2 separate regions of the Rattus norvegicus genome follow, and region 1 is linked to region 2. The links are chromatin contacts, called in public Hi-C maps. All regions are on one chromosome and are shown on one strand. Each heading gives the region's core, a stretch centred on a gene start, on an enhancer-like site or on the middle of the called end of the contact. The rest is flanking DNA. Distances are from core to core; before and after follow the strand shown. Region 1 holds the start of Eya4 (EYA transcriptional coactivator and phosphatase 4). Region 2 has its middle 53 kb from the start of Eya4.

Evidence for each region. Hi-C and Micro-C count contacts between places; a contact is called where the count stands out from the background.
Region 1: a Hi-C map of Schwann cells shows a contact between it and region 2, with 4 times the contacts expected there. The contact joins the promoter of Eya4 here to the enhancer-like site in region 2. A contact is called at or near these places in 3 of 12 Hi-C or Micro-C datasets (the Rat2 cell line, Schwann cells and psoas muscle).

What each region holds. Positions count from the first base shown.
Region 1 is chr1:23,989,512-23,992,699 of GRCr8, reverse strand. It overlaps Eya4 (EYA transcriptional coactivator and phosphatase 4), which reads right to left and starts at 1,269. Exons shown (of 20, transcript NM_001271317.1): 1 at 1,146-1,269; 2 at 236-364. It overlaps LOC102554376 (a long non-coding RNA gene), which reads left to right and starts at 1,308. Exons shown (of 2, transcript XR_349895.5): 1 at 1,308-3,188.
Region 2 is chr1:23,936,477-23,940,004 of GRCr8, reverse strand. No RefSeq gene overlaps it. Among named protein-coding and RNA genes, the nearest start is that of Eya4, 53 kb to the left of the region's middle. Within about 2 kb of position 1,299, at least 12 of the 93 cell types and tissues checked have an H3K27ac peak or open chromatin away from gene starts, as enhancers often do. A contact at or near this core is called in Schwann cells, where this site is marked.

The DNA of each region.
Region 1 (3,188 bases), core at 20-2,519, 53 kb before region 2:
GAGATCCTAGCGACCCTGGTCGTGGGACTCCGCTGTTGGGGTCACCGGGGAGAACTCCAAGGCTCACACTCTCCTGCGCGCGTCTTTCATCCCCAGAGCCCCTCCACGCCCTACAAAGTGTCTAGGTAGCACTTTCTAGGGGACAGTTTGGGGGGAGGGGGAGATCATCCAAAGCTGGACACCGCCCCCGCCATTGGACTTCAGGAACCGGGTCGAAAGAACAGAAGACACTCACCTCTGGCGGCCCGGACCGCCTCGGGCTCCCGAAGTTCAATTGTCTGTCCCAGCCAGTGATCTGCGGGTCCGATCTGTGTATTTACTCGCTTTCCTTCCAGTGTCTAAGTTTTCCCTTCGCGCTGTGTCTCTGGTGAAAACAGGACATCCCTTTCGGCCACCCCCAACAAATGCTTACACAAGTGGGGGAGAAACAGGGCGGGGTGGGGGAGCCGGCTGCGAGGGGGAGGACGAAAGGAGCCGAGCCAGGGTCCCGGCAGCCGAGCGGCCGGGGGAAAGCAGAAGAAAAGAGAAAGCGCGCGCGCCGGGTAGCCGGGCGTCACTCCGCAGGTCCCCGCCACGCCGTCCCCTCTCTAGGGCGCCGACCCGGGTAAAGGTTTGCGCTCAAACCAGAAGCCGCCGGAGCGTGCGCCGCGCCGCGGGCAGCCTCTCCCTTGCGCTCGGAGCCGGAGCCTAGAGGCGGGAGAAGGGGGGGTATAGGAGGTGGGGGGACGTCGTCGCCTGCGCCCTGGGGCTAGGGTGGCCGCTGGGGGCCTCGCAGCGGGCCGCCGGAAGAGCGGGGGATCTTGGCAGGCGCAGAAACCCTCTCTTTTTATTCAATCTCGGGACACTGCCTGTTGTCATCGGCTTTTTTTTTTTTTTTGCCTTCTTTGCGGTCTCGCGTGGGGACCTCCGGGGCTCCGCGAGTCTCCGGTGGCGCCGCGGTAATCTCCGCGCCCTCTGCGCCGCCCCACCCCGCCCCCACCCCGCCTGGCGCTGGCCCCCGAGGCCTTTAGACTGAAGGGACCAGCCCGCCACCGCGCTACTCGGTTCCCCCACCTGCTTCTGGGCGGCAGTCCCCTGACTTAGCTATAGCTCTCCTGCTACCCAGTGTGAGCTACGGGCCCTCAGCCATACTCCTTGTCACTTACCCCAAGAGAGGAGGCAGAAGGGACTCTTGTCCACTTGTAACAAAGTTAAACACCAATGGACACCAGCCTGGAGCTTGCTCTGGGCTGAGGAAAGAGCTTTTTTCTGGGGAAGTAAGCAACGAAGGAGTTAGGAGTGTGTGGATAGGCAGCGCTTGGAAGTGCCTGGGCCCCTTCCTGGCCGGGTGCAGCTATAGGCACCCCTCCCAGGCGCCCAAAGTTCAGACAGCAGTGACTTGACATCCAAAGGCCAGTCAGAACTGCTCAGGGCACACTGCTGAAATGACATTTTGAGTCTATGCCTTCCATTCATGCCTTTTGTACCCACGGATTTCATTTTTCACAGACAAATATAAATATCACTTGGAACAAAGCAAGGATAATCCCCAAATTTTACTCCATATAACAACACCTTTTCCTAAAATCCCATTGTCTATTCCAGTGACATCTGTCCTGCGACTTTGATAATGTATATTAACTCGTTTTGAATTTATTGTCAGTTGCTGTACTGGTCCCTTGTATTTGTTTAATTTCCTAATAATTATTAAGTCTTCATAAAAGATAACCAAGGCCCAAAGAAGTAGGAATAATTTCCCCCAAAGAGAATCGAGTCATCTCTAGCCACAAAGCTGCTTTAGCCTTAGAGATGAAAAAAATCACTTCTCTTCGAAGAAAATTTCGTTTTAATATTTTTATTAACTAAATTACATTCTGAATTTCTTTCAAAAAGACATTTTATCCTTCACTTGAGCTTGGTTTTATGTTACGAACGGGAGCCCTGTTAGAGTTCAAAAGGAAAATCCATACTGAATACTTGTTTTTAATGAGCCGAGCATTGTCTACAATGATGAAGAGGAAATGGGAAAAAATGCTGGGGCTTTAAATTTAAACTGATAAAGGTAGTCTTCTCTCTCTGCTTGCTTATTGGCTGTTCCTCCCACAGATCTTTTTCAGGGAGCTTGAGCAGGGTCAGAACCCTTTTCTGGTTCTCTGAGTGGAAGATTTTATGGGGGTGGGTTGGAGGCCTTGAGAAATTTACCCAGAGTGCATTGGTGGGTTAAAGAGAAGCACAAGTTAGTATATACTCAAGGGACAACAGCAACAAGGAGACCTCATTCATTTTACTGTCTCCAATTCATAGCTCAAAGTGGTCTGTTGTTGTTTGTTTGATTTTGGTGTAACTTGGCTCCAAATGACAAAGCTGCTATTCAAATAAGTCACAATCTATACTTTTAGCCTCTACAATGCATTCAGTAGTTGTGCTTGTCACGAAAGCAGTCATTCTTTCTGATACACTATGCATGCTGGTGGTTCAAATAAGTGACAATAACAATGAGTCCCTTAGTTCTGAATCCTCCATGAATACAGCAAATGCTGTGTTGGAACTCAGAAGGGACTGACTACAGTAGCAGTCTCCTCAAAAGCTAGGGAGCACCCATTTCTTTTTGGTACAGGACTTCATATGTTGCTTTTATCTCTTAAAAGGGTGGAAAAGATTCATATTTAAATCCATTTGATAGTCTAACAAATTATTGGGGGAAAAGAGGCAGTCTGTTTCCTAGCTGTCTTCTTTTAATAACGACCCAATATCAGCCTTTCCTCTCGAGTTCAGCATCCCCTCAACTTAAGTCCTCCTTCCATTCTCCTTACAAAAGGGGTTCTAGATCTGCAGGTAAGCAGGTAGACAATAGGCTCAGGCAGAATCCCTTTTCCAGTTGTGTGGGGAAACCACAGGAAGACCAAGCTACTCATCCTTGCTGTCTTCCAAGGTAAACATTTCAGCCCACTAACCTCAGAGTCAAGGGTATTTTTCTCCCTCACAACTTCTTATCCATATATACAAATACATTCCTAAGAATACATTTGCAGCTGTCTCTCAGAAACCTCTGAATTATTCATAAAGTACTAATTATTCAGCTTCTTAATCAATCACTATGCGTATACTGCACAGTTGCCTTCCAGAAGTGAAATAAATCGACCTGTGCTCAGTCCACAACTGAGAGTTTGAACAGTAATCCCAAGTCTTCAGGTCACTGTTACCAAATA
Region 2 (3,528 bases), core at 50-2,549:
ATTATTAACGGTTCCATCTGCCTGGAATTGTTCTAAGTGCTAATGTATTATTCATTTAACCTCCTTGCAACCCCTGTAACGTGAGTACAACGATAATCCCATTTTATTGATGGCGAGCGTGTGGCCCTGAGAAGCTCGGCAACTTTGCTGGATTGTGCGGGAAGTTCACGGCACACCCTTCTGTTAGGCGGTTGGTTGTTTGGGAACCATTTCCAGCTCTCCTATTAAGCGGGTCGAAGTGGTCCAGAGCCAGCTGTGTAGATTTTCTGTTCTTTGATTTCTTCCGTTCTGACTGGGGGCAGAATAGTAACATACACATAGAATTAATGCGTGTACCGCATTTAAAACAGTGCCCGGCGCTGAAGTCAACACACACAGCGAATGACCGAGAGCTTATTGTATGTATACTATGGAGCTAATCGAAGCCATGCTGCCTCCTGCGGCCGGTTAATTGGGTCTGGCTTCTAAAGGATGATATTGGCAGGTTTTCTTGCTGTTTTATGAAGGATGGGACTCGGCTGTCAGTTTCTATGGAAATAAGAAAGAGGAGGTCAGAGGTGTTTCTGATAGCAGTACAAAGGACCTTTATATGGTTTGGGAAAAGGATGGCAGTGGTCATGGCCTGGGAATCCAGGCTTCTGGAAGTCAACTTGATCTCTTCTCCTGCCTTTATAAAGAACAGTGAAAGTCACCAGGGTTGAAGGAAGAACCGTTTAGAAAATGTTTCAGAGACCTGGACCCTGAAAGGAAATTAAAAATTCTTAATCCTGCACCACACGAGAAATTTTTTTGTTCCGCGGGCCTGTGGAGCAACTCTTTAGCAAACGCGGTGTTTGCATGTGGAGTGGACTGCCCTCTAATTGCTGCAGCAGTCTACCACTAGGAAGAACAAAGGAAATATTTAGCACGTCATAAATTCTTCTGCAGCCCTGCGGAGTGGCTGGAGTTCAGATTACACGTTTATAACTAGCATTTGAGAGCAATTTCTACTTCACTTTGAGAAAGTTGTTGGAGAAGCTGCTGGGTACTTTCCCTCCTAAGCCTAGAGAAATACAGTGTTTAACAATCCTGTTTTGGGCAGAGACCCTGTGGAGCTTGGTGACCTATAACAAGGGGAACCATTCCCATCTAGAGTCAGTGTTGAATGGAAGGAGTTCAATTCTCGGGGTGTAGGAAAGACAGACACGGGAATGGTTCGGGAATGTTCGGAAGCTCTCAAGCCTCTCTGAGGACCGAGCCTGAGACAGTCAAGAGAATAGGCAGGACCTAAAAATAGACTCAGCTCTCATTGCCAAAGAGAATGGGCTAGAGAAAGGGAGTAAATATCTTGCCAAGGGTACAGCGGAACAGCCGCCCAGCACAGTTAGGAAAACAAAGCCACCTCAATCCAGTTCGGGCAACAAGAAACCACTGGAGATAAATCGGTGGAAGCTGGCCGGATCTGGAAGCCGCGTTCTGCGTGTCTGTGACCCGGTGGACCGGCGTAGCTTCAGTTCTACATATTTGGACGAACATGTTTTCTTAGCATATAGAAATGTGCTAGAGTGGCTGGCTAGTAGTTTGTAACTTGTGAGTTCTTTCTGGCTTTCCATCCTGTGGTTTGGCAGAGCCTTACAAGCTCTCTGTCATTCTACACACAGATGATTGACAAAATGTGGGAACACATTATCCCCCGAGATAGTAAGTTGATGTCTCAACCAGCCCATGGTGAAAGGGCTTTCCAGGGGAAGAGAAATGCTTGACTTCTTGAGTCTTGGTGTATAAATGCCTCCACTCCCCTAAATGAGAGAATTGACATTTTCACTGGCTTGACTAAATTCTTAATTGCTTATTGACTATATTGGGATTTTTTTTCAAACAAATTCGTATGCTCGTTTTATTTAATTATTATTTTAAAGTTTTCTAATATCAAATTTCTATAGACTCCTGTTATAGAATAAATCTTAATGGGTTTATAAACTAATACTCCACTGTCTTCTGTTTACTCAAAATTAAAGGTGAAGCTTTATTATTTAGAGTTCAGCTAGGGAGCTGAACATGGGGCTAATTTGTACCTCAAATTTGGGGTTTGCTACCTAAAGAGCCACTAAGCTAAGTGGGATAAGCATCGATTTCCTGTCACTGCTGTGGACAGGCAGAGTTCCTCTCTTACAGATGTCGTAACTTTTCTAACTATTGGTTGCTTGACAAATGTTTTCAGGCCTGGGGCTCATCCCATTGTAGAGAAGAATTAGAGCCTGAACTCACAGTGCGTGTTCTGAGCGGGAGCTGGTTGGCGAAGGGAAGGTTCTGCTTTTTCTCATTTTCTTTTTCTTTTTTTTTATCTTCAATGACAACAACAACAACAATAACCCAAAGGCAAATCTAAAAATTAAAAAGTGCTAGTTATTTCGTTGGTGAATTGTCTTCGCATACTGCAATCACACAATGAACTTGAAGAACGGATCCTACATTTATTTATTTATTGTGTGGCCTGGAACAAAGGAAGAGAACGGATGAACTGGGTGTGGTGACTCAGGCCTGCAACCCCAGCACTAAGGAAACTGAGGTAGGTGGGCAGGACTGAGTCCTGCCTCACCTCTATGGGAAGATCTTATGCTGGAAAGAAAAGGAGCAGGTGCTGCCAAGAGGACTCATCAGGTGACAGTGATGGCCCCAGCCTGATGACCTGAAATTCATCCTGGGATCCTCTGGGTGGAAGAGAGAATTTCCACAAATCCTCCTCCAACATCACAAGCTCACAGCGGCCCACACATACATATATTCTCTCTCTCTCTCTCTCTCTCTCTCTCTCTCAATTAATTAATGTAATAAAAGTTTAAAACAAGAAACAGAAAGAACAACCTAATAGGCTTGCATATTTTAAACATATTGTCAACATCTGATAAATTAAAAGGAGAAAGTATGAGATAATATAATTATATTACTTAGAAGCTTATCCAGAAATATAATGTTTATGAATTCTTTTGTCAATTAATTTTCAAAATAATTAAAATCTGGAGACAACTATAGTCTAGACTCCACCCAATGACTTATTTACTCTAACAACATTCACGTGGCTACCACTCCGTGCTTATATTGATGGGAGTGGGCTTTCGTTCCAAGATACTAACGTCAATCGAGAATGACCACATGTCTATGGAAAGTTTACTGAATAATTAATTAGTGACTATCTAACCATACATTTTTACTGACATTTTAGTAACTCAATGAAATTCAAGCATTTAAAAATAAGTGTGAGATTAAAAACAACTCTTTAATAAACATAATTCTAAGAGAGAATCTTTTCATTTGTCGTGAGGCTTACAAAATTGAAGGTCTCGTGTTTTAAGAAGATAAAACAAGAATTCTTTCTCTCGCTGTAGAATAAATAGACTATCTCACCCATGAATAATGATTAACGTTCTTTCCCTCAAAGAAAAGGCTCCTAGGAGTTCACACCTGCAGCATTCAGGAGTGTTGAGCCCCATTACCTTGAAAGAAACTTAAGAATCACCATTCACAGGTGAACTGTGCTTTAGTTGGATA